4 separate regions of the Oryctolagus cuniculus genome follow, and regions 1, 2 and 3 are each linked to region 4. Evidence: chromatin contacts called from public Micro-C data. All regions are on one chromosome and are shown on one strand. Each heading gives the region's core, a stretch centred on a gene start, on an enhancer-like site or on the middle of the called end of the contact. The rest is flanking DNA. Distances are from core to core; before and after follow the strand shown. Region 1 overlaps LOC108177991 (a long non-coding RNA gene). Region 2 overlaps LPP (LIM domain containing preferred translocation partner in lipoma). Region 3 holds the start of LPP (LIM domain containing preferred translocation partner in lipoma). Region 4 holds the start of BCL6 (BCL6 transcription repressor).

Region 1 (5,761 bases), core at 491-2,990, 290 kb after region 4:
AAGGACGCCCCTCCTTCCAGTTCCTCCTGCACCTGCAACCAGATCGCTCCTCCTAAACCAGTCACATCTCTTCCAGGTTCAGAAGCTTTCCACAGTCATGTGTTTCCATGGTTGTGTTATCACTTGATTCTCCTCTTCCATCTGACACTCAGTATCTTCGAAACATGGTGTTCACCCATTTCTCAATCCCTGTTCCCTCCTCTCCCACTTGACACACCTAGCCCTGTTGATCTCGCCACAGATACCAAGCGGTTACCAGGCCTTCCCACCACCACACCTTGCTCATGCTGGGCCCTCCTCTTAGAAACCATTTCCTCACTTTCCAGTTCCTCAAAATGTCACTCTTACCAGCTCTTCATCCCGGTGTTATCTCTCCCATATGACCTTTACCCGTCTATTTCTGTTAAGTGGAATTTCTCCCTCCTCTCCACTCTGAGAGCCTTTTTCCTGCTGCTCTTAGAGCTCTGACTGTGTCCTCTTGCATTTTGATCATTGCGTGCTCACCTCTGGATGGCTGACTCCTCAGAGTAGGAGTCCGTTCCCCACGACTCACTCCTCTTGGTGCCCCCCGGGAGCGCCGTGATGACTGACCCATTGGGGTGACCTGCAGCTGCTGGACAGCCTGCCTTGAGGGACCAGGGTCCTGGTCACTGGAGGGGCCCAGGCTGGCTGAATGCCACCAAGTTCACTGTAAGAGGTGGCTTCAGCTGTGGGCAGACGGCTGCACTGGCTGCCCCGTTTCCCTGGGGTTCCAGGTTTCATGGGCTTCGAGTCTAGGAAGGGTCAAAGTAAAAGGCTGCTTGCTGCCCCCCCATCTCAAGTTCAAGGCGATCTCTTAGGGATCTGTGCTTGAATGCTCTCCGCCTCACAGGCTAAGGAAAGGCCCTCTCTCTGAAGCTGATGAGTGCCTCCTGTCCTTGCCCAGGGAGTGTTCTGTGTCGCCTGCCGGGCAGGCGCTCTTTTTCCCCTGTTGTCTTGTAGTCTCCCAAGCCCTCTGGCCCGCGTGGACAGGTGAGAAGACAGAAGAGACTCATCCTTCTCCTGTAAGGGTCTCAGTGGCTCCTGCTCTGTCCCGGGAGGTGGAGAAGGCACGCACACCAGGCTGCTTCTTCCCACTCTCTGTGTCCTGCCTTTCTGCGCTGGACAGGATCTTGGTGCTGAGAGCTCTGAAGTCACAAGGGGGAGAGACAAGGGTGTGGAGCAAGGAAGGAGGTTGGAGACGGATCCCCTTCCTTGTGCATTCTGCAGGGAAAAGCGAGAGAATTTGCCTTGTGTCTGTTTTCTGGGTAATTCAGCGTCAAATAGCAATGAGGCCTTGCCAAGTCTTTGTTTGGTTTTCTTTTTTTCCTTTTCCTTCAATCAGCCCCGGGGCCATGGGCAGCGGGCGAGCATGGCAGGGGCAGGGGCTGCACACACCCCGGGGCTGCCGGGGGTGAGGGGGAATGCTGAGCCTGCAGACTGGTCCATTGAGAGCTCCGGCTCATAGAGGAGGGGCGGGGGCACCCCAGCCTCCCGCCACAAGGGCAGCTCTGTCCTGTGGGCACACAGCTCCGTCCCAGCCCCACTGGCTGGGAGAGAACAACATTGCCTTATAAGGCCCCAGCCGCCTTGCCAAGGCTGGACGGCTCCGACAGACTGTAGCTTTCCATTCTCCTGGCCCGCTCCAGTGCAGGCCTTGAATGCAGCCCTTGTTGTCAGGCCCCTCCTCTCCTCCTCAGCCCCCACCCCACCCACTGCTGCTCCCTGCCAGAGCCGGCCCCGCGGGAGCAGGGTAAACAGCACAGAAGCCTCTCCTGCGCTGGGCCTACTGCCACTCCGGCCTGCTGGCGGCAGCACAGGGTAGCAGAAAGCCTTGGGCGCAGGGTTCCGGCTGGGCCGGGCCGGTGTAGGAGGCTTCAGAAAGGGCCTCAGTGCTCGGAGCCTGTTTCCTCACCTGGAAAATGGACGTCTAACAGCCACAGGGTCCAAATTCCTTGCCTCGCATTCAGATCCCTTCCCAGCAAAGAGGCAGCCTAACTTTGCGGCTTAACCTGCGTTCTATCCCCAAAGCCAGGTCCCCACAAGCTCTTCCCCCCATCCCCAGTGACAGGGTGCTCACCTGTTCCCTGCTCATGATCTCCTTCCCTCAGTGGCTCCTGTGTACCTGCCCTGGGAACTCCTCCTGGAGGCCTGCCAGGATGCATGTGCACCCCTCTCACGGCTCCTCTCGTGGGCAATGGCATTGACTTGTTCCCCTGCCCCTGTTCTCCATCAGGTGCTGAGCCCTTCAAGGCTCACGTGGTCTCCTCGTTCTCTTTGCAGCCCTGCTCTGCCACCGTCTAAGCCATGCGCCACGAAAGACCCTGTGCAAACGCCTCAGTGAGCACTGCTGACTAAGCTCCAGAGACAACTCTTGTGCAACCACATCCCAAGCTAAAAGGCGCTGTCCACCTGTGAAAGGCACAACTGTACCAAGCTGCTCTCCACACCCGTTGTTGCGCCATCGCAACCTGAAGTGGTTAACGCTGTTCACCTTGGCAGTCCTCATCCTTAGAAGCCCAGTGTTGGGGCTAAAAGGAATGTATCTAACTTCCTGCACATTGTAGAGTCTGTAGAAGCCATCTGACTGCACAACGGATAAATGGAGGGGCCCTGAGTCCGCAGCCCCATCTCTTTCACCATGTGCACCTGCTAGGTGCCCACTGCATCCTCAGAAAGAAGGAAACACCCAGAGGCTAAAGGAGTTGCGAGCACCATGCTCACTCCAGTCTCAGCATTTGACAGTTGCAAAAACTGAGCTCCTTGAAAGAGCGGTGGCTTTCCCAGTAGCTCCCAAGTCAGTAACAACTTGGGTCGTCCTGGGGTGCATGACTCTTACCCACTAACGTCCTTGTCCCCACCTGGTTGCCCTGCTTAAGACGGTGTGATGATGAGTGAAATCGCATGTCTTGTCAAGCTGAATTCTGGGTCTGGGAAGCCCTGCGCTCCAGGTAAAGAATTTCACTCTGTACTGAAACACCGCTTTCTGGAATAAGATTCTGGAATAAGATTCTGCAAATGATCAGGTCAGTGATTTGCAAGCGCAGCACAGATAAGGAGAGTAGTGAAACCTTCCCCTACTCCCCACAACCCCAGCAGCAGTCACGAGGGGGAGACTTATCTCGGGGTGGAACTCCTCGTTCCCCATGCACACTCTCATTTTCTGGGAGACGATGTTTGTAGGACAAAGCCCCCAGGATCATGCACTCTATTCTAACACTTCCTGCCGCAAAGCCAAATTCAATGCAGAAGGTAAAACTGCTTTGGGCTCCATCCAAGAGGATTTAAGGTTCTTGAATGCCAAAAAGACCTCAGAAAAATGAGGTTTCTGCATGGCTGGTGCCTAAGGGCAGGCCCTGCAGGAAGCAGGAATAGGTCTAAGGAATCCTGGGCAGCAAGACAAGAGGTGAAGCTCTCGTCTCAACTCTGATGCTTACAGTGAAACTTCAAGCAAGTCAGTTGCCTTTATAGACCTCAGTTTTCTCATCTACCAAATGGGCATGATGTTGCTTCTACAAACGCAGTAAGCATGAGATCAATCACGATTGCAGGTGTGAAGACACTTCATAAACTACACCGAAACATACGTGCCTAACAAAGGGCTGGTTAACAGGCAGTGTTCCTCCCCTTGGGCTTATTCTTCTGGGTGCGAGAGGGGAAAACAACGTCCTTTTCCCAGTTCCTCCAACTCCCTCACACAGCCACTGGCTGCCAAGCTACTGCTGACCACTTTCCAGGAAATCCAGAGGGGGCTGGGTGGCTCCTGTTGAAGCTTTGCTTCAAGGAGCTGGAGAGAGACAAAGGGAGCCATTCTCTCACCTGTGTGCTGCCTTCCCAGGTACAAAGAGGAGGGGTTGCAATCCAGGCTCTGGGCACACTCTGAACATGTGAGATTGTTACTCATCAGCGAGCTTCTGTTTCCCAATAAATAAAAGTGAAGAGTTTGGCAGAATCATGTTCAAGTTTAGGGGCAGCAATGTCATCCATTGTCCATACAGAGACAACTTTAAGGGAGAAATATATATTACTAATAATTACAGCACTGCAGGTATGGGACTGGCCCAGGCAAACTAGAACATGTGAACATCTTACTAAGCCCCGTTTCAGCCTGGACCAGCACTGCGGAAGAAAGATGACCTTGAGAAAAGAAGATTGCAGTTCTCCCAGTGTCAGCTCAGCCACCCTGAACTTTTCTTTTCTTTTTTTTTTTTTTTTCAAAATGTATTTATTTGAAAGCAAGAGTGACAGAGATAGAGAAGCAGACAGTAGACAAGGGGGAGGGGAGAGAGAGAGAGAGAGAGAGAGAAAGGGATTGATCTTCCACCTGCTGGTTATCTCTCTAGATGGCTTTAGCAAACTGGGCTGGGCCAGGTCAAAGCCAGGAGCCAGGAACTTCAACCAGGTCTTCCACACGGGTGTTGGTGGCCCAAGTACTTGGACCATCACCCGCTGCTTTCCTAGGCACATTAGCAGGGAGCTGGGTCAGAAGTGGAGCAGCCGGGACTCCAGTGGGTGCTCAGATTTGGAAGCTGGAGTTGCGAGTGGCAGCTCACCCTGCTGTGCCACCCGCTCCGCTCCCCACACGTTGCTTCTCCCCATTGTTCTTACTCACTAAGCACAAACTCAGCGCTGAGCTAGGTATATGAAAGGACCTCAGATCACAGAGTATTTCTACTTCCTTTGCCTTTTGCCAGTTCTCTGAGGCAAATATCGGCAGGTGATAATCTCATTTTAGAGATTAAAAAAAGGACAAGAGAACATTGAGGACTTGCCCAAAGGCATGAAGCAAAGGGAAACAATCGTCCTCACTCTGTAGGCCTGTGCTTGTTCTGTGGGGCCGGGTTAGTAAGAGGGGGGCACTTTCTATGCAAATGCAGACTGGCTTTGTGCAAAGCTACTTTTCATCCAGAAAGTTCCTTCTCCTAGGACAAGGACACTCAAAATAGAGATGTTTATTTAGGGACCCCTAAATTCTAAGACTGATGAAGATTTTAAGCATCAAGTAAATTTTTAGAGAGAAGGTTTTGCCTAAAATTCTCCATCAGACCCAGATCCAGGGGACAGCACTGCGATGCAGCAGGTTAAGCCACTGCCTACGACACTAGCATCCCAGGCAGAGCACTGGCTTGAGTTCTGACTGCTCCATTTCCCCTCCAGCTTCTTGCTAATGTGCCTGGGAAGGCGGTGGATGATGGCCCAAGCACTTGGGTCCTGACAGTCATGTAGGAGACCCTAATGGAGCTCCTGGTCCCTGGTTGTGGCCTATCCTGGCTCAGCCCTGACTGTTGTGGCATTCTGGGAGGTAAAGCAGCAGATAGGTAATGTATTTCTCACTCTGTCAAGCTGCTTTTCAGATAAATAAAATAACTTAAAAAAAAAAAGACCAAGATCCAAGTAGAACTTAGATCTTCAACCTCTTCCTTTAGCACCCTTTTAAGTATACATATATAATCATAGCAAAATAAATGCACTTAGGAAAATAAACATACTTAGCCCCACCCCTTTCCACAGTCTCATAAATCACCTTTTGATTTGCTGATGTTGAGAAACTTCAGGCTCTTCCTTCTTTCCTTTATTTTGGAGAATGGAGAGTTGTATTTAAGGTGTTGCAACAGCCACTTCTTTCTTCTCTTCCCAGTGAGGATTCAAGTAAACGAAGTTTCCCATTGGGCACAGTGTCCACCGTCCAAAACCAAAAGGAGCTCGCCCTCCTGCGTGAGCATGGAGCCTCGGGTGTGAGTGC
Region 2 (6,408 bases), core at 2,190-4,689, 490 kb after region 4:
GCACTTGGTGGCTTTACCCGCTGTGCCACAGCACCGATACCAACAAGTTGATTTTTGTAAAGGGTTTAACAGTGACCAGCTCATAGTCCACTCATGGAAAGTACTGTTTAGATTACTAAAGAAAGTACCTTGTCCAGCTGTCGCTGTTAGCTCTTTCCTTGGGCTCTGGACTTATGGTCATTGCTAGGTAGTTCTCTCATTTTCTGGCTTCCATGCACCTATGACCCCTCACCCTTGACCTGTCATCTCTTTCATTTCTGCCTGTCCCAGTCATTTTTTAAAATTATTGTACTGTTTATTTTCTTTTTATTTGAAAGGCACAAAGTCAGAGACAGAGAGATCTGCTGGTTCACTGCTCAAATGCCTGCAACAGCTGGGACTGAGCCAGGCTGACACTAGGAGTCAGAACTCCATCTAGGTCTCCCATATCGGTGCAGGGACCCAGGTTGGCTTGAGCTCTTGCCCACTGCATCTCGGGTGTGCATTTGGAGGAAGGCTAAAATTGGGAGCAGAGCTTGGACTTGAATCCGGGCACTGTGGAAAAGGGATGTGGCTGTCCCGAGAGGCATCTATACTGCTGCATTCAACACCTGCTCCCTGCCTGCCCAAATCTGACTGATGCTTTAGCTGTGCTCAGATGCATCTCCATTCCTTTGTTCTTCATCATGGATGTGTTCATTCATTCCTTTACCACTCCTATGGAGGGTGTCTAGGAAGCCTCCCAGGATGCCCCGAGCCAGGTTGTCCTGCTGTGTGTACATCACGGTCATGTGGACCTTGCGGGATGGTTGGGGTGTGATGAGTTTGTTTGATCTCTCCTCCTGGAATATAAGCTCATGCACAATGGAGTGCTTATTCAGAAGGAGTCGGTGGGCTTACCCCTCATAGGTACTTAGGCACCCCCTGAAGAAGCAGTACATGTGTGTGTGTGGCGGTGGGGGTGTGCTGTTGAATGGGAAGAAGGAGGGGGCTGGGTCTCTGGGCAAAGCACGACTTCCAAGTTCAAGACAGACCCAGAGAAGGCAGAGCTGAGGAGACCTGCAGACTCTGGGGACACAGCCTGAGAGGAGGTGACGCACTCGCTCCAGGAAATATTTTTCCTTGAGTGGCATGAAAGGTGACAGGAATCAGGTCTCAGTTTTCCTTTTCCTCTTTAGAAGGTGGGGGAGGGACATGAGGTGTGGAGAGCGAGAGTGCAAATTGTTTTCTGAAAGTCTCTGCCAAGGAACTCTGGAGAGAAGGTTCACCTCCTGCCCTTCTTTTCTCCCTCCTTTCCCCTCCCTCCCTTCCCCATCTGTCCCTCTGTCCTTCCATCCTTCCTTCCTCTTCTTCCTCCCTCCTTCCCTCCTTCCTTTGCATTATTACAAGTAGTTGGAAAAAAATAGAAAAGTAAAAAAAAAAAAAAGCCCTAATGAAAGCAGATGAATTCAGCCTGCGCTGGTTTTCCAGGCTATGGAACTGACAGGTTTAGGGTTTAGTTACCTGATGGCCACACGTGTTTTCCATTGGCAGCCTCCTGCTCCTGCCGGCTCCCTCTCCTCACTTCGTCCCCAGCCTTCCTCCCGCCTTGTGACTCAGAGCAGGAGAGGAGCCATGCATGAACAATGCAGCCGGACTTGGAGACGAGAGAAAGGCAGCTTTCAAGAGCTGACTCTGGAGGTTTTACAGGAATTGAATTCCTGGCCTTTCCCTTCTGCAGATTTTTCAGCTGTGTGTTTTTTTTTTTTTTTTTTTTTTTTTTATGTTTCTTGAGTTTACAGCTGAAGATGCTTTGCTGCGGAAGGCACAGAAGTTCAGCTCTGGGCATGCAACTGCGTGTGCAAGCCTGGGAGTAGCTGTGGGGGATGCTGAGATGGTCAAGGAGGACTTTCGTCTGCGAAGAGCTGTTTGTGTGCTCGTGCTGTGGGTGCCTGGGGAAGGGGGCTGTGGGCGGCTTGGAGGAAGTGAACAGGTGTGCCAGTACCTGCAGGTACCTGGAGGCTGTCTGTCAAGTGATCAGTGCTAGAGTTATGAGTGCCCTGGGAGGCCAGGTGTGCTGTTTGTGCACTGGAGTGGGCTTCCTGGGGAAGGTGGTGTCCTAGGCCTTGCGAGGCCTTTCAGACTTCAATAAACAAAAGGAGAGAGACCCGAGACAAAGGGAACCGCATGGGCATAAACATATGTGGAGAGTTTGGGAGTGGCCGGCTGAGTCGGGAGGGGCATGGAGGTGAGACATCTGTATGGAATCAGCGAGGCGTCCCGGGCGCCCCTATACCGTTTGGGACTTTTCTCCAAGCAGAAGGGAACGATTACCGTGGGGGTTTGGAGAAGGGCTGTGATAGGATTACTCTGGGGTGTGTGTTTTGCTTTTCCTTTCTAAATTTCAGAGTCTTTTCAGGAACTGTGAGGCAGCCTTACCTCTGGGAGTGTGCACTGCCTGCCTTTTCCTCTCCTTTCTAGCCGGGCTTGGCTCTTTCTGGCGCTTCTGATGATGAGCAGTGGCAGAGCGAGCTCCTCGAGCGGGAGCGCGGGCCCGTGGGCCTGTTCCTCCTGGCTCGCCCTTCCCTTTCTCTCCTCCTCTGTCTCTCTCACCACCCCCAGCAGCAGCACTCCCCTCCCTAAAATAAATAAACCCGCCGCAGCAAAAGGTTCCAAGCACATTAGTCACATATCCCAGAAGTTTAATACAGAATTATTTTGACAGTGAGAACAAGAAGTGTTTTCTAGTTGAACGCACAGAACTTGCTTATTCCAACTGGGCTTTCTGCCGCACAGACAGATGATATGTTTTTAGATGGATCGGCTGTGCAGTGCAGGAGTCTGTGTCACTGCCCTTGGATACATAACAAACTGCTCACTACCAAAAGTGGCTGGGGAGAAGATATGAAATGGGGGGGGGAGGAGGAGAGAGATCACGTTCTCATTTCGAGCATAATGTTCTCACTAACAACTTTCATAAGTCACACAGAGATTTCTACGTGTTTATTTATTTATTTGGCTGCCTCTGGAGCCATAAAGTCCCCTTTTAAAACCGGGCTTATGCATGCTCTGACGATGAGCACAGAGCGAGTTATTGCAGTGCGGGTGGCTCTCCAAGCATTCCAGTTGAATAGCTCTTCCAGAAATATTTCTTGACTCACTTATTTAGCACTTTCTTTTGTTGTTACTGAGCAGATTAAAGAATTTTCCCTGCCCTTTGGCCAGGCCCACGGAGCTGTTGTGGATTGGCTTATATCCCCATTTCACAGGTAAAGAAAGGTAGAACAGTGGAGAGATTTTCTTTCTTTCTTTTTTTAACCTGGGGTGCCACAAAGCACCTGCAGGGTCAAAATAAATGTGTGTTCCTCCATCCCCCACACCACCTAACTTCTTCAGGGTCCCTTACTGCTAAGCAAAAAGACTGTTTTTGAGCGACAGTTTACCTGGGAGTGCAGACCTGGAGGCCAGCCTGATGGAGGCCATATCCATTCCTGGGATATGTGCCCTGCTGAGGATCGCCAGCCTTGTCTGGGGCTGGGCTGCCCTGCCTGATTGAAGTGAATGCCCTTTGGAGCTGTCTTAGACAACTCTGATGGTTTCTGGGTAGCTCTGACAGCAACCTCTGTTAGTGCAGGCATTGGCTGGCTGCGTGACCTTGGCCGTGACTTCATTCGGCTCAGTGTTTTCAGATGTTTTTCTTTTGTGGGAGTACTTTTTTAAAAGATTTATTTATTTATTAGGAAGGCAGAGAGAGAGGGAGGGAGGAAGGGGGGAGAGAGAGGGAGAGATCTTTTATCTTTGTTTCATTCCCATAATTAACACACTGGCTGGGGCTAGGCCAGGCCAAAGCCAGGAGCAAAGAGCTTAGAACACCATCTGGGTCTCTGATGTAGGTGACAGAGGCCCACTTGGGCCATCTGCTGCTGCTTCCCCAGGCTAATTAGCAGGGAGCTGGATCAGAAGAGGAGCAGCCAGGACTGGAACCTGTGCCCATATGGGATGCCGCCGGCACAGGTGGTGGTTTAACCCACTGCACCAAGAGTGCTGACCGTTGCTCTTTAAAAATGTCGCAGGAAGACCCAGCAGGCATCCACATAGTGCTGAGCTCTCTCCCCAGAAGCTCTAATTCTATGCCTCTGTGGAACCCACTTAGAGACCCACTGCAGGGGCCCTGATGACCTGAGCTTGGCCTCCTGTCCACATTTTGCCTCTCTGTACATCCTTAAAGTGGAGACAGTGGCGGTCTTACAGGTCAGGAAGATGGGCCCCCTGGGTACCAGACCTTTGCTGGTTACTAAAGTCGGCCTTGGCAGAAGGCCTGCTAGCTCCGTCAGCAGGTGCAGCTCTTCTCAGGGCTCTCGCCGGGCCCTTACACCTGTGTCTGGGTGCCCGGCAGCCAGCGTCATTATTCAGCACTCTGTGCTGACAGCATTGTTAGGCACATCTCACCACCATCACTGGCCCTGGAACCACAGCCTATTCTCCAGGAACATTTATGAGGAGAATCTCATGGCCTTGTGCTATTTCTAAGGCAGTTTTCTGTAAAGTGCGGAGTGAGTTTGCTTTATAAGGGGAGGGCCATTTCTCATTCCTCCTGTGATATTTATTCTGCACCAGCCTTCTTGGGACACTCTGCTGCTCCCCAAAGAAGGTTCTGACCTTTAAGAGCATCCCTTATTTACATTTCACATGGCCAGTCCGTTCCTAAAGAACTTTTACCAGCTAAGATCTCATTTGAGCCTCGAAATAATTCTGAGGCCAGGGAAACTCAGCAAGATTGTATGTGAACGGCGAAGTTCATAGTGCGGTTGAGAATTGTGAGGATTTGAACCTAGGCTCTCTGCCTCACGCCATTGCCCCAAACTATTCATTTTCCTTGCACCAGGAGTTGTGAATGGATATGCTGTTGGTGGGCACCGCTTGCTAAGTGTTGGCTTGCATGTCAAAGGCTGCTGGTAGGTCCTTTGTAAAAAGCCCACTTAATCTTTTCCACCACCATATAAGGCAGTGGTGCTTATGCCTGGTTTGCAGATGTGTGGTTAGAGACATGGAGGGGATGCTACTACCCAGAACTGATGGATCTTGGATTGCAGTTAGGCCTTCCTGTCCCCAAGGAGCTTGCACGCATAGGATGTGATCCTCAGTCCTTTTGAAGGACTGTGCATTTTTAAATAAAACAGAGCCAATTTGTGGGTGACCACATGCTGCCCTGAGTCCTACATACTGGTAAGTGTGAGCAGGTGCTTATTTCTTTTTGGCTCATGTGGGCCAAAATGTCTTCATACAATCGCTTCCACTTCCATTTTAGATTGTAAGTGCTCCACGTTGAAATTGTGAGGCCTCCCTTGTACTGCATAAGGCCTTCCTACCCGGGACCTTGGATTCCTGCTCTATCAAAACATCTCCCGCTCGCTCCTCAAATAAGTTTTACGTGTCTGCGAAATGTGGGTACTGGAATACACTCGTTTAATTCCTCTTAAAAATATTGTCTGGGGGGCCAGCTCTGTGGCATAGCAGGTTAAGCCGTCGCCTGCATTGCCTGCATCCCACATGGGCGCTACTTTGAGTCCTGGCTGCTTCACTTCCCATCCAGCTCTCTGCTATGGCCTGGGAAAGCAGTAGAAGATGGCGCAGGTCCTTGGGCCCCTGCACCCATGTGGGAGACCCAGAAGATGCTCCTGGCTTCAGATAGGTGCCGCTCTGGCCATTGCAGCCAATGAGGGCGTGAATCAGCGGATGGAAGACCCCTCTTCTCTGCCTCTCCTTCTCTCTCTGTGTAACTCTGACTTTCAAATAAATAAATAAAAATCTTAAAAAAATATTGTTTGGAATTCTAAATATTTAGCAAATTCCTTTTTGACCTTGAAATGACGATTGCAGGTTATCCTCGCTTTCCAAGAGATTTTCTGCTTCTGAAATCCAATTTCCAGAAGTTTGAAAATCAGACACCACATGAACAAGAACTAAGTCTTCAGGAATGATGGATATGTCATACACATTCTGATTGGCTCACCAGCTGTGCCTGGCCTTTTGGTGATAGTTCTTTTCTTCCTAACACGTTAGAGCAACCCTCACCCCAAGACACACAGGCGTGAGTGCACACCACACACACACACACACACAAATTCTTGAGAAAGCAAGCTTCCCACATTTGTCAACTTGCCACATTTCCCTCTGAATCTGGTTCACATACACACATACCTTTGGGTGAGCGAAAGAAAAACTTTCTTTCCTTTCCAAGTTCAGGGTGTGAATCAGTTCTCCCTGCCTTTTGCATTTTAGTAAATGTTTCCTAGATGGATTCAGCGGACTTCCAGTAAGTACAAACAGCTCAGAAAGCAGATCGCATTCCTAGCGGAGTCCTGAGCTCTGTGACCCAGGCCTCGCCGCTCAGTGCCATATATGGCGAAAAGGGGAGCAGGAGAGGGAGCTGAAGTAGAATGCCAGACA
Region 3 (5,899 bases), core at 2,035-4,534, 380 kb after region 4:
AAAATCAAAAACCCAAACAGCAGGATGCTTACAATGACCAAGGCAGGCAGTATGATAACAACTCAGACACACATTAGACTCTTGGTCCAGAAAGAGACAAAGGTGAGGTAACCAGCTGCACCACCCAGGGCCTACGGACTGAAGTTACACAGAGTGGAGGGAGTGCTCTGTGGAGGCCATGAGAAGGCTGGAGATGGCAGCAGGGGGTGGGAGGGATATTCAAGAGGAGTCTGAAGAGTGTGAGTGTGTTAGGGTTGCCAGGTGAATGGAGAAGCCTGCTCCTGAAAGAGGAACTTGTGCAAAGGCGGATAAACACGGAGAGGTAGGGTGTGCTCGAAAACTCTAGAACTTCAACTGGCAAGAGGGAAGGGGCGTGAGAAGGATAGAAAGATAGAAGCAAGTAGGCCACAAACCACGAAGGGCTGTGTGAACCACACTAAGGAGTCTGGCCTGATGGGATTGAAGCTGGGGAGAAGCAACTTCAGATGGGTACGCACTCTCTATGTCCCATAGACCTCTTGTCCTTATTATTCCTCTAGTAGTCTCTTCACAGCTTTTTCTCTTGGTCCATAGCTTTTCCTCTTGGTCAGCTGAAGGAGATCATGAGCTCCTCACACTGGAGTGTTCAAACTGAGACCAGATGGTCACTCAGCAGTAGGCAGGCGAGCTGCCAGGATGCCAGGGCTCAGGATGGAATCTCAGCTTACCAAAGTACTAACCCTGTGTTAAGAGCAAGCTGCTTAACCTTTCCAAGGCTTGCTTCCTTATGGACAAAACAGGGACACAGGAATGCCGACTTTAGAAGGGTTTTGTGAGGGTTAAGTGAATTGCATATGAACAATTCGAAGATTATTGCCTGGTATATTATAAGCACTCCAAAACAAGGACAGGCATGAGCGATGCAAAAGCCTTTGGGGACTGGAATGGATTCAGGAATGGTGAGACCACAGCCAAGTTGGCCTGAAAGTCTTTTGTGCCATCACTGGACCAATGAGAACGCAGCCCTTGGCCCTTGGCCCACCAGTGTGCCATCCACAGACTACATGCCACCCACCCTCCTTGAAATTCTGCGCTTCATTTAGTCTCTGAACTGGTAAACTTTTTCTCTATCATCAAGTCCGCAAAAATGACACACGCTGCCTTTCAAGTTCAAGCCCACCAGAGCAAGTGTTAATAGGATGTTGAGAAAGAGAGGGCAAAAGAGACCAGAACAGCAAATGAGAATGTGGCTTTGGGTTTGGGGCTGGCACTGGTGCAACACTGTATGTAGTTCATCAAGCATCCAATTTATGACTGCGTAGCTTGTACTCCTGGTGAGTGCCTCACAAGTCAAAATTATCTTTTGTGATTCCCTTTATGTAATGCTCACACTAACACCATGCCTACATGAGCCAGTCATACAGATTTCAGGAGTTGAAATATTTCAGTGATCTTCCCCAGCACACTCATACAACAGTTTCAACATAATTAGTAGAATCTTTGGATCCGACACAGCACTCTTATAATGTGTATGATGGAGGAAATGAATGACTCTAATTATACCTTATTAAATTTTATTAATCCTCATTAGAACCCTATTATTCTTTATAAGTGTGTTGCTGGGGAGAGGAGAGGAAGAAATGCTGGTCAAATCCGTTATATCTAACAAGGATTGGGTGAGTCCGCTCTTATTTCATGAGATAACTGGGATCTTTTCATACTAAACCATAGCACTGAGGACACAGGTTTGCCGAAACATCTGCTACAGTGAATGGATTGGGTTGTAACAGGATCTGATCCTACTGCCCTGGAACAGAATCTCTTGAAGAACTCATAGAAGTGTTTGCCATTTCAAATCATGTTTGCTGCAAAGAAAGCAACAGTATTTCATTACGCTGTGGAATGGGTGCATCCTCACCCTTGCCCTTACACTACATTCATATGTTTTATGTGTAGATGAGCAAATTGACAGGGACAAGGAGATTAATTAGAGCCCAGAAGCGCCTGAACTCAAAGACTGCACAAAGCGGGCTCCCTAAGGCTGAGAACACGTGTGTTTACATTCATTGCCTTAATTCTGTCAAAAGAATTCCACCAAAATCTAACCTAGGAAGAATCACGCTTGGAATCTCCATGACTAGGTAACCTATGCTGTATTCTCTCTATTCCTGCCTGGAAGCAGGCAGTGCTGGGGGTCAGGGCCAGGTGCATGGTGGAGAGAGTGTAGGATTGGCCAAGGGACCAAGGTTTGTGTTGGGCGAGTCACTGACTTTAGTGTTTGCCCCAAATGCAGAGGGAATCACACCTTGATCTCACTCACCTGAAGATGCGGTTGTTGTGTGGGTGAGAATGGGTACATTAAGATGTGCTGAGGTGAGGAATTCTTATTTTAGGTATTGTCAGGAGAGAACGAGAAGGGAAGGAAGTCTCGGGTCTCGGAGCACCTTCCAGGAAATGGCTGCCACACATTATAACCGCTTGACATAGTTAATGGAGGTTCTCATCGTGGCTCACATTCACAAATGTCAGACGAAAAAAACCCGACGCCAGCCTTCCAAGAACAGGCTTGTCTTTATTCAAACCAGTTCCCCCAGTTCTTGGGCTGTTTCTGAAGCCATAAGCACAGAGCAGGTTTTCTGGGCTTCCTGGAGGGGCTTTAAACATTCAACTCCAGGGGCTCCTTTACTTACGTGCTCTGCAGTACTGACTGTCAATGGTACTCAGGGCTCGCTGGCAACCAGGACCTTCCAGGAACTGGCTGCTGGGCCAAGGGCAGTCTGAAATCACTTCTCTGGGTGGTCTACACTGCCTGGTGACACCCAAGCCAGATCCCTCTAGAGTCGGCCCTGCCGGTCTGGAGGCAGGAACCAGCTGCGGGACAGAGCAGCGGGTCTGCTCCCGCATTCCAGGCGTGAACGACCCTGAACAAGTCGTCTCTTTTCTGAGAGCGTCAGTTGCGACTTGCATGGGTTGCAACTTGGTCTTTGGCAGCTCTGACAGCCTGTAAGTTTGGAGCCGAGCTGGGAAGCCAGGGAGGGGCGGGGGGAGCAGGAAACTGGAAGGCGATTCCACGGCCGGATCTTTTCCGCTCGGGCTCAGCGCTCTCCTCTGGCGCCCGAACAGCAGCCCCTGGCTCCCCCGTTTCTCCAGCAGCCCCTTGACTGGGCCGCTTCCTCCTACGTCTCCTTCCTCTTCCTCCGAGCCTCCACACCTCCCTCTTTCCCTTCCTCCTTTGCAAGCTCCCTGCATTCCCGCGTCTCCTCCTCTTCCTCCCAGGAAATGCACTGCCCTCGGTGCGCCCACCTTTTGGCAAAGGCACTGCCCGCTGCGGCGCCCCCTCCCCCGCCGGGCGGACGCTGCGCGGCGGCCCCGCGGGCACCCGCCTTCCCATACCTTACATGGACAAATGCGTGCAGGCAAAGTCAGGAATTCAGGCCCCTGACGTCAGCCTCCAGCGCTCAGGGCACCGCACGGGAGACCGAGGGGAGGGGGTGGGGACGGTGGGGAGGAAGGAGGGGGAAAGGCACCAACCAGCAGCCGCTCCAGCCCTGTCGAAGTTTCACTTTTTGTCTGTGGGTTCGCTCCCGGGCCCCGCGCGAGCTTTCCCGGGATAAGTAGCTTTAGCGAGCGGCACAGAGCCGGGCGCCGCAAGGTAAGGGCTGGCTGCACCGCCCGGGGGTGCGGGACGCGGAGCGCGGGCGGCGCGCTCGCTGGGGCCGGTGCGGGGCGCGGGGCCGGGCCTGTCCGGGGCCGGGGACAATGGGAGGGGGAGTGCCCGGGCACCTCCTCCTCCGCCTCTGCCTCCGCCTCCAGCCGCCGCCACCGCCGCCGCTGCCCGGGCTGCCTCCTCCCCGAGGTATTGTTGCAAATCCTCCTTCCTTCCCCCTAGCCTCCGCCTGCGGGCGCCTCGGGAACCCCCAGCCCTCCCCGGGCGCGAGCGCCTCTGGGGCGGCATGAGTGCGGGGCGCAGAGCGCGGGGCGCGCGCGCTGCCGGGGCTGCCGGGCCGTGGTGCGGAAGTGCCGGCCGCGGCCCAATCACGGGGTGCGCGCCATGGGGGGAGGGGGGTCCAGAGTTTTTGGGGAAAGCGTCGACCCTAGGCTGGGCGGGGTTGGAGTCTTTCCCCGCGCGCCCCCTGCCTGGGCTTTTCTGGGCGCCCAGGGGGCGGGGCCACGCCCAGCCGCTCGCTCGGAGCTTTCGCGGAATCCCGGTTGTCACAGTCGAAAGGGCCTAGGGATCCAGACATCCAAGTCCCCCATTTTACAGTCGGGAGGACTGAGGCCCAGGGGGCAGGAGGGCCTTCCCCGAAGTCATTTACTGCGGGCCGAGCCATAACGACTATGGCCGGCCCCCAGCTCCTGGTCCCTTCTCCAAGCATTTTTGGAGTAGCCCCTCGGTGGCAGGGCAGTGCTGGGGGTGCTGGGCCTAGACCTGGCCTTCAGGGATTGCTGAGCTTATCCCAGAAGCCCAATCTGACCGCAGGTGGGAGGTGCAGCTGCCTGGGGAAAGGCGTGGATAGGTTTTAGGCGAGCTGGGGGAAGGAATTTGATTTTCTCTCTCAAACTTGGGAGAGATGCAGGGTAGCCCCTTTGGACGGGGCTGTATTGGATCAGGGCTTTTGAAGGATGGGGAGTTATCTGACGCCCCCGGTGGCACCGAGAAAGGCCCTCGGGGATAAGGGACAGCAGACCAGAGGGGACCACAGTCTGTGGGCAGTGGAGATGGAACTGGAAATGTTAGTTTGAGGCCTGGCCGGAAGGGGGAGTGGGCTATTCCCTGGAAGTGTGCAGGAGTTCTGGGGTAGGGCGGGGTCTTTGCCTCCCTGGGGTCCTAGGGCCACTGCAAAGGCTCTCTGGCTTCTCTTCCCTGCAAGGCATCAGCGGCTGTTTCTCCTGCCTCACAGAACAGTTACCAAAACTCGTGGCCATCACTGAGCCACTTTCCTCATACCAGACATGGTTAACAGAAAGTTTCCAACTCACTTTCTCTCTCAAGCCTTTTCTCCTCTTTCTAAGTTTCTTGCTTCCTCAATAAAACTCGTTTTCACTAAGGTGTTAGTGACTTTCTGCCCCCCACCCCGCCCTCCCCGCCATGTGCTTTTAAGAAAGTTTTAAAGAACTGAAGGGAGAGTGTGTGGCTAGGGGTGCCTTTGGAAAGCAGATCTCCGCCCCTCCCATCCTTAACTCCCTCTGTTTTCCAGATCCAGAGCAGTGCAGCCCTAGAAACTAGTGCGTAACAGTGGGGCAGGGGCCAGAGCACCCAGCAGGGTTTTTACCCCAACACCGAGGCCTTGACAGGCCAGAACAGGGCTGGAGTGCGGAACCTCCAGGCCACAGGACATAAAAGCCTCACGACATCATTTGGTCTGGCCCTGCCAAAGCCACTGCCGGCGGGACTCGAAGTTCAATAAATCTGCAGCAGGCTGATTTTTAGGTTGATCATTTTGTATGGCCTGAGAATGATGTTATAAATACCCAGAAAAAAGGTTCTCCATCCTGGTCTTGAGTGTAGACTGCAGATGGGATTTGCCGTATGAGTGGAAGGGTGGCAAGCCTGTGGCCTTTGCGTCAGGCAATCCTCCAGGGTCAGGTTTCCTGTAAACAGCTGGAGCCTAGAGTTGGCTTCGGGGCCAGGCAGTGGGCGGAGGAGCTGACTGGCTCCGCTGGGACCAGCCTTTCTTAGAGTGACACAGTCTGATGGAAAGGCAGGCCTTCGCAGGCAGTGGTGGGTGGCAGAGGAGACCTGATTACAAAGGGCCTTAAAAATCCCAGGTGACAAAGTTTGGTCCTGACTTGAAGTCCTCATTGGAGCGTGCTGAGCAGGCTGGGACCTGAGGGGAGGCACTGGCCTTGGGAAGCCTCCTGCTGCCCAGTTCCAGCGGGAGAGGCAATGATTTGGCCCTGCGAGTATTGTCAGTGAGTG
Region 4 (5,965 bases), core at 364-2,863:
CAGCCGTTGCCTATTTTTTTTTTTTTTTAATACAGAGCTTGCACCACGGGAAAAAAAAAATAAAGTAAAATAGAATTTAGGAAAAGGAGGGAACAGCCATCGGGAGCCAACACAGAGTCACGCAGCGCCCAAAATACAAACACCGTGGCCACCAGAAATCCCGCCACCTCCTCCTCGCTCGCCTGGGCTGTCCTGTCAAGGTGCCCCGAGTCCCCGCACGCGGAGAGGCACCGCAGGTGCAAACGCACACCCCTTTCCCATCCCCGGCTCCCCCAAATCCCTGTCCCACCATCAGCCCATCTCCTCGGGATGAGCAAAGGGAGCGCGCGGGGCTGCCCGACTCCCTCGACTACAACCAAGAAAGAATAATTTCCAAAAGTATTCAACACCCCCGCCCCCTTGCAAGCTAAACCTCCCCAAAACACCAGAGGACGGGGACCACCAAAGCACTCGTCCCTCGCTAGGAAGACCACGGCTCTGAAAGGAAATCGCAGGCACGATACTTCATCTGGGTTTATGACCAAAAGAAAAAAAAAAAAAAGCAGCGGCAGCGGCAGCAGCAGCCAACACCAAACACCCGAGGAGTTCGCTCGCGTTTTTTCCTCCCAAATCTCGGCTCGGCTCGGAGGCGGGGAATCTGAGGGACCGAGGCCGGTGGAAGGGAGCCAGCGGGGCGAGCGAGCGAGCGAGCGAGCGGGCAGCCTCCCTCCTCGCCTCCCGGAGTTCCCCGGGAGCACGGGCCGAGGGGAAGGCAGGGGAGGCGAGGGAGAGGCGGAGGGAGGGAGGGAAGGCGAGGCCGGAGCGAGGAGCGAGCAGCGAGCAGCGAGGCAGGCGGTTTGCAAGCGAGAGGGCGCGGACAGACACAGCCGCACGAATCCAGCACGATCACAAGCCGTACGCAAGTAGCAGCAGCAGCAGCAGCAGAAGCCGAGGGCGCGAGCGCGCGTCCTCTGCGCCGTCTGCGGCCACACAGCCCCAGACTGGCCCGAGCCACCCCCCGAACACGGTCTGCTCCTCTCCGCTCCGGCCGCCCCCTAGCTCCCCTCCTTCCTCTCCTCCACCTCCTCTTCAAAAAACCAAAACAACACAAGGGAGGGTGGCCAAAGCCTCCCGAAACCGGCCGGTTCCCTCAAAGACAACAACAACAACAATAATAAATACATAAAAATCTAGATCCTCGAGTGGGAGAGACGTGGGACTAATCTTCGGCATTTATTTTAACACCTGACAGCTAGAATAAATAAATATATACATTCATATCAATAGATACACATAGGAAACTTGGAGCCAAAGCATTTGGCAAGAGCGGAAAAAAAAGAATTAAAAGGTAAAATAATGATTATGAGCAGCGGCGGCGGCAGCGGCACCAGCGGCACCAGCGGCGGCGGCGGCAGCAGCAGCAGCGGCGGCAGCAACAGCAATAATCACCTGGTGTCCGGCCTTTCCTAGAAACTTCTTGCATCACCACTTCTAAGAACCCCAGTTCTAAGAATCAACAGAGCTCAATTCTCGGAATTTGAGCTGCGGACTTTACCACTGCCGCGTGGCAGGGGAGGACTCGGTGTCAGCTCTCCGGGAGTTTTGCCTCCTCCGCCCCATGAAATACCCCCAAAGCCGCACTTTCTTTCCACGAGCTGGCGTATTTCAAAGTCCTCGCAAGACAGACGACTCGGATTTGGGGGTTCCAGCTCGGGGTCCGAGGGGCCAGAAGGCGGCCCTCCCTCCCCGGCCCGCGGACGATGGTACGGCCTGCTCCGCCACCATCACGTGGGCGCCTCCTCTGTGACGTCGGCGTCTTCGCTGTAGCAAAGCTCGGCCTCTGGAATTCTGAGAACTAATTTGCTATTCGGTGACATAAGAGGGGGAGTGCGCTTTGCTTTCCCGGGGTCTAGGGCTGTTTCCTCCTCTCTCACCCATAAACTCAGCTCCTCGAGCTAAATACCCAAAAGGGAGCGAGAGATTTGAACCACTGGAAAATAGAGAGATAGTAGGTTTAGAGGAGCGAGTAAGAGGGGGAAAAAAAAGCAAACAATAAACACAGCTCTTTCCAGCTAGAATATTAGGCACCACGAGAAAAAATATTTGCCAAGCGATTTTCGGTGGGTTCCTTTGCTTTGTTTTTATTTGGGACAGGGTCTTTTTGGTTTTGTTTGCTTGTGTTTTTTTTTTTTCCCCCTCCTCCTCCTCCTCCTTCTTCTTTGGTGTGGTGGCTTGGGATTTTTGGTTGTTGTATTTTAATGCTTTTCGAATGTTGCTTCTGATTTTTGCCTTTTGCAAGTTTGTGCTGTTACGTAAATCCTAGGATCCGTCATCGGTTGGATTTTGTCTCGTATGTTTTTTCTTTCCCTGTCTGATCGCTGAAGCGGTTTAGAGAAGATGCATTATTTCAGTACTCAGACTGTTGAAAGAAGCTTACATTTTTGCTCATCTGTGACAATCCCAACCCCCACTTTTTTCCTCCCCTTTGGTGCAATTTTCTTTTCCCCTTGGACTTTTTCTGAAGGGGAAGGCTCCTTTGCACTTGAGATGTTGAAAGCATTTGTTTTGGTTCGTTTCTTTCCAGGACTGCAAGTGGTGGGTTTGCTCTTTCTGTTATTGTCGACTCTTAGGAAATGTCTTGTGGCAAGAAACGTGTGTCTATGGGTATGTGTGCGCGTGTGTTCTACAGGAATGCTGTGAGCCGAATACATGTTGGTGTTTTGCTGCTTCTCAAAGTTTTGATTTTCCTTTTCCGGGCTTGTTTCAAGGTCGCGGTGGAAAAAAAAAAAAAAAAAAAAAAAAAAGGATCTCTGGAGTCTGTGTCTCAGAGCTCAGCCGGAGGGAATTGCAAAGGCCGGCCGGGCCCGTGTCAGCGAGCCTGCGTGCGTTTAGAACAGCCTGTGCCGCAACTCCAGGGCACCGCGCGCAGGCAGGTCCTAGGCTCTCCAGCGCAGGGGAGGGGGGGGGGACCGTTCTTTCTCTTTTCTCTCCCTTTCTTTTTAAAGGCAAATGCAGTATGCGGAATCACTTCACTGTGGGCCTCGGTTTGTTTGTTCAGAGCTGCCAGTTTCCCTATTTAAATGTTGGTTGGGGTTTTTTCCCCTCCTACTCATCCCTGAATGAGGGAGACTCTTGTTGCTTTTATGTCTCTCGCTTAAAAGAAGGGTGTGAGGGGAAAATAATATTTCAGATTCCTCAAGAATTAACCCAAAATGTTTGGACCAGAAGCCGCTTCCAAAGGTCAAGCCATTCTGAGCCTTGGCCCCACCAGCGCTTCCAGCCACTCATTAAATTACAGACGAGTTCTTAAAGGTACCACCACATTTCTCCACATGTGAGTTCCTAATAAAGATATCTCCCCAGATAATCTGCTTCTCCCCACCCCAAACTGGGGTTTCTGATGGGAAGATGAGCAGCGCTCTGTGAAAAGCTGCTGGGATTGTCCTGGAGCTCTGCACTGGCGGTCCCATGAGAAGTTTCGGCTGTCGCAGACAGTGCCCTTGTCCTCACACCCAGCCCATCTCAGACTGGGTGGCAAGTTTCAGAACCCCAGAGGTCCAAGGGGGTTGATTAGCTTGCACAAGGGCTGGTACTCAGGCAATATGCCTGTAAAATCGGGATATTTTACTTTATTGACAGCCGGAGTTCTGCAGCCCTTGCAGCCAAAGCTTCTTGGACAAAGGATTTTTGACGAAGATATTGAGGCCTAATCCTAGCACTATTGTTGAAATGAACATTTTATCCCCAGAGACACGATATGGTCAAGTGCAGGTTCATTCTGCCAGAATTCTGCATTTTGGTTTGGGTCTCCTTCCCCCTCATTTTCAAGAACTTTAAATGAATCCCACTGGATTCAGAATAAACACCTCGATTTTGCAGGAATGGTTTTCTTTGTGTATTTATCCATGTGACTTTCCCCCCTATCTTTTATGAGCAGTTAAGTATTTTAGGATTTCGCAGATGTATTTATATGGTTCAGAGTGTGAATTGTATGACTCTGCCCTATTATTGATCCTATAATAGAATTACTTTCATGATTTTTGGTCCCTTTCTTGTCAAAGCTGCCATCTGCCTCATCCCCTGACCCCCCCATCCCCAACCTTAGGTCCATACAGCTTGTGGCTCCTGTTCTCTGTGCCGCTCCACGGTTAGCCCCATGGGGGCGCTGCAGAGCAAAGGGAAATCTGCTCCCTGAGGCATAGAACCAGCTAGAGTGGGGGCTGGGAAGGACTTCACCCTTTCCCTGTCTCAGCCTTCTTTCAAAGCTCTGCAGGAGCTTCTGGACAGAGAACCCACCAGGATGGTTTGTAGATGATTAACCTCATCACCAGGCTTGGTCCTGAGACCAAGTGCCAGAGTCCCACATTTCTACGACTGTCTTTTTTTTCTTTTCTTGCCAAATCAATGTGTTTTCATTGAAAGAAACTGACCAGAACAGGAGGCAGAGAGACAGAGAGAGGAGAGAGAGAAGAGATTGTTGAAAATATTCTAAAGATAGACACTTACTTTTAGGTGAGTCTCTTTTCTCTCAACTGAGTGAATGGTGAGACAATGGGCATTCACCTCTCACTCTTTTCAGTTCCTAGGAAAGTAACTTTTTCACCTTTTATACCAATTGAATTTCTTCCAGAATGTCCTTCCTTCTCTTATTCTTGACCTCTCCCCAGTCAGGAGCCAGCTGGCATCACTGTGTTGGCCTCCCTCACTCCAGCAGTGCTATGTAATAGGATTAAAGGCAGAATCTGCTCAGATTCTTTTCAATCTTCCTGAAGAAGCTCTGAAGCCTGATTCCTCGTCTGGGGTCGGAGGTGTGACTCTTGCAGACTTTGGGGTGCTGTGTATCCATGAGTCCCGTGATGTAACGGTGACTGGCCCATAGTCTCAGAATAGAGACCCAGGTCAGTCTTTTGTTCCATGGACTGGGTATAGGAATAGATCCCTGATCACAGCTGCCGGGTAAATATAAGCTTTATTACAAAATAAAATAGCTAGTACTAACATTACATCTATTTCAGGAAAGGAACGAGGTTCACGTACAGCTTCCCCTCGCAAAACCTTCTCCCCAATTCAGTTACAGCCGAAAAGGCACCTATCCTTGGAAAAAAACACCTTCCTGCCCTCGCTAGGGGCTTGCAGGGGAAGCTGGTTTTACCTGTCAAGAACCTCTGGCACTTGGTAGGTCTTTCATTTCTCCCATTACGGGAGTCTAGATTTTAGGACGGCAAGGAATTTTGCAGATCAATCACTCAACTCTTCTGGGCTTCCCTCTTCGCAGAGGACGGGCTGGCCTCTCACAGAGGCATGGGTGACCCTAGGAACACAGCCGAAAATGGGGCTGCGTGCTTGCTTCCATGGTCTTGTGTCTCGGGACCGGATCGGGGTGACCTGGCAGCCCGGGTTCGGAGGTGGGTACCTTGTTTTCTTGCAGAATCGAGGAGAGCCAGGCTGCACTGAGCTCTGTGTGAACTCTAAACTGGTTCTCGGAACCAGCTCCAGGTCCAGGGAAGTGTTGGAGTTCTGACGGTCAGTGAGGTGTGGTCGTGCTTGTCACTCCGGTGCTTTTTCTCTGTGACCCCTTACGTTTCCCTCGGGTGTCTTTCAAATCCTTCATTTTCAGAGAGGATTGTAAGCAAGCTCCCGATATTATCCTTGGAGAAAGGAGGGAGCCTCTTGGTCCGTTTTAAAGCAATTGTGCAGAAAGTTGTGAGACATTAAAAAATAAATAAACTGATGCTGTCCAGCCACTGCCTTCTGAAAAGGAAGCATCAACATTTAATTTTGACCCCTACGCTGCCTGCTTCAGACTTTTATTATTCTGAGGTTGTTTTTGCCCCCTTTAGAAATCTTTTCAGCCTGGCTTAGAGTTTACTCCCAAAACACCGATTTTCCCTAGTTTTCTCACTTATTTAGAATGGAAATTACTATAAGAAAGGAGCTTCACCGAGAGAAATGGGGTAGTGAGGGTGCAGGACCATTTGTTTATTGC

Evidence for each region. A called contact is a pair of places that touch in the nucleus more often than the background predicts.
Region 1: a Micro-C map of ear pinna shows a contact between it and region 4, with 5 times the contacts expected there. The contact joins the enhancer-like site here to the promoter of BCL6 in region 4. A contact is called at or near these places in 3 of 6 Hi-C or Micro-C datasets (ear pinna, psoas muscle and skin fibroblasts).
Region 2: a contact with region 4 is called in a Micro-C map of ear pinna, with 3 times the contacts expected there. The contact joins the enhancer-like site here to the promoter of BCL6 in region 4. A contact is called at or near these places in 4 of 6 Hi-C or Micro-C datasets (ear pinna, embryonic fibroblasts, psoas muscle and 1 more).
Region 3: a Micro-C map of ear pinna shows a contact between it and region 4, with 6 times the contacts expected there. The contact joins the promoter of LPP here to the promoter of BCL6 in region 4. A contact is called at or near these places in 4 of 6 Hi-C or Micro-C datasets (ear pinna, liver, psoas muscle and 1 more).

The regions. Positions count from the first base shown.
Region 1 is chr4:91,592,295-91,598,055 of mOryCun1.1, reverse strand. All of the region lies in intron 2 of LOC108177991 (a long non-coding RNA gene), which reads right to left. Among named protein-coding and RNA genes, the nearest start is that of LPP, 92 kb to the right of the region's middle. Within about 2 kb of position 1,740, at least 5 of the 8 cell types and tissues checked have an H3K27ac peak or open chromatin away from gene starts, as enhancers often do. A contact at or near this core is called in ear pinna, where this site is marked.
Region 2 is chr4:91,393,977-91,400,384 of mOryCun1.1, reverse strand. All of the region lies in intron 2 of LPP (LIM domain containing preferred translocation partner in lipoma), which reads left to right. Among named protein-coding and RNA genes, the nearest start is that of LPP, 110 kb to the left of the region's middle. Within about 2 kb of position 3,439, at least 4 of the 8 cell types and tissues checked have an H3K27ac peak or open chromatin away from gene starts, as enhancers often do. A contact at or near this core is called in ear pinna, where this site is marked.
Region 3 is chr4:91,500,099-91,505,997 of mOryCun1.1, reverse strand. It overlaps LPP (LIM domain containing preferred translocation partner in lipoma), which reads left to right and starts at 3,284. Exons shown (of 12, transcript XM_070072379.1): 1 at 3,284-3,631. LOC108177991 (a long non-coding RNA gene) reads right to left here and starts at 3,664. Exons shown (of 3, transcript XR_011388007.1): 1 at 3,511-3,664.
Region 4 is chr4:91,877,954-91,883,918 of mOryCun1.1, reverse strand. It overlaps BCL6 (BCL6 transcription repressor), which reads right to left and starts at 1,613. Exons shown (of 10, transcript XM_008266642.4): 1 at 1,429-1,613. LOC138849491 (a long non-coding RNA gene) reads left to right here and starts at 2,927. Exons shown (of 4, transcript XR_011388364.1): 1 at 2,927-4,877; 2 at 4,995-5,154; 3 at 5,255-5,384.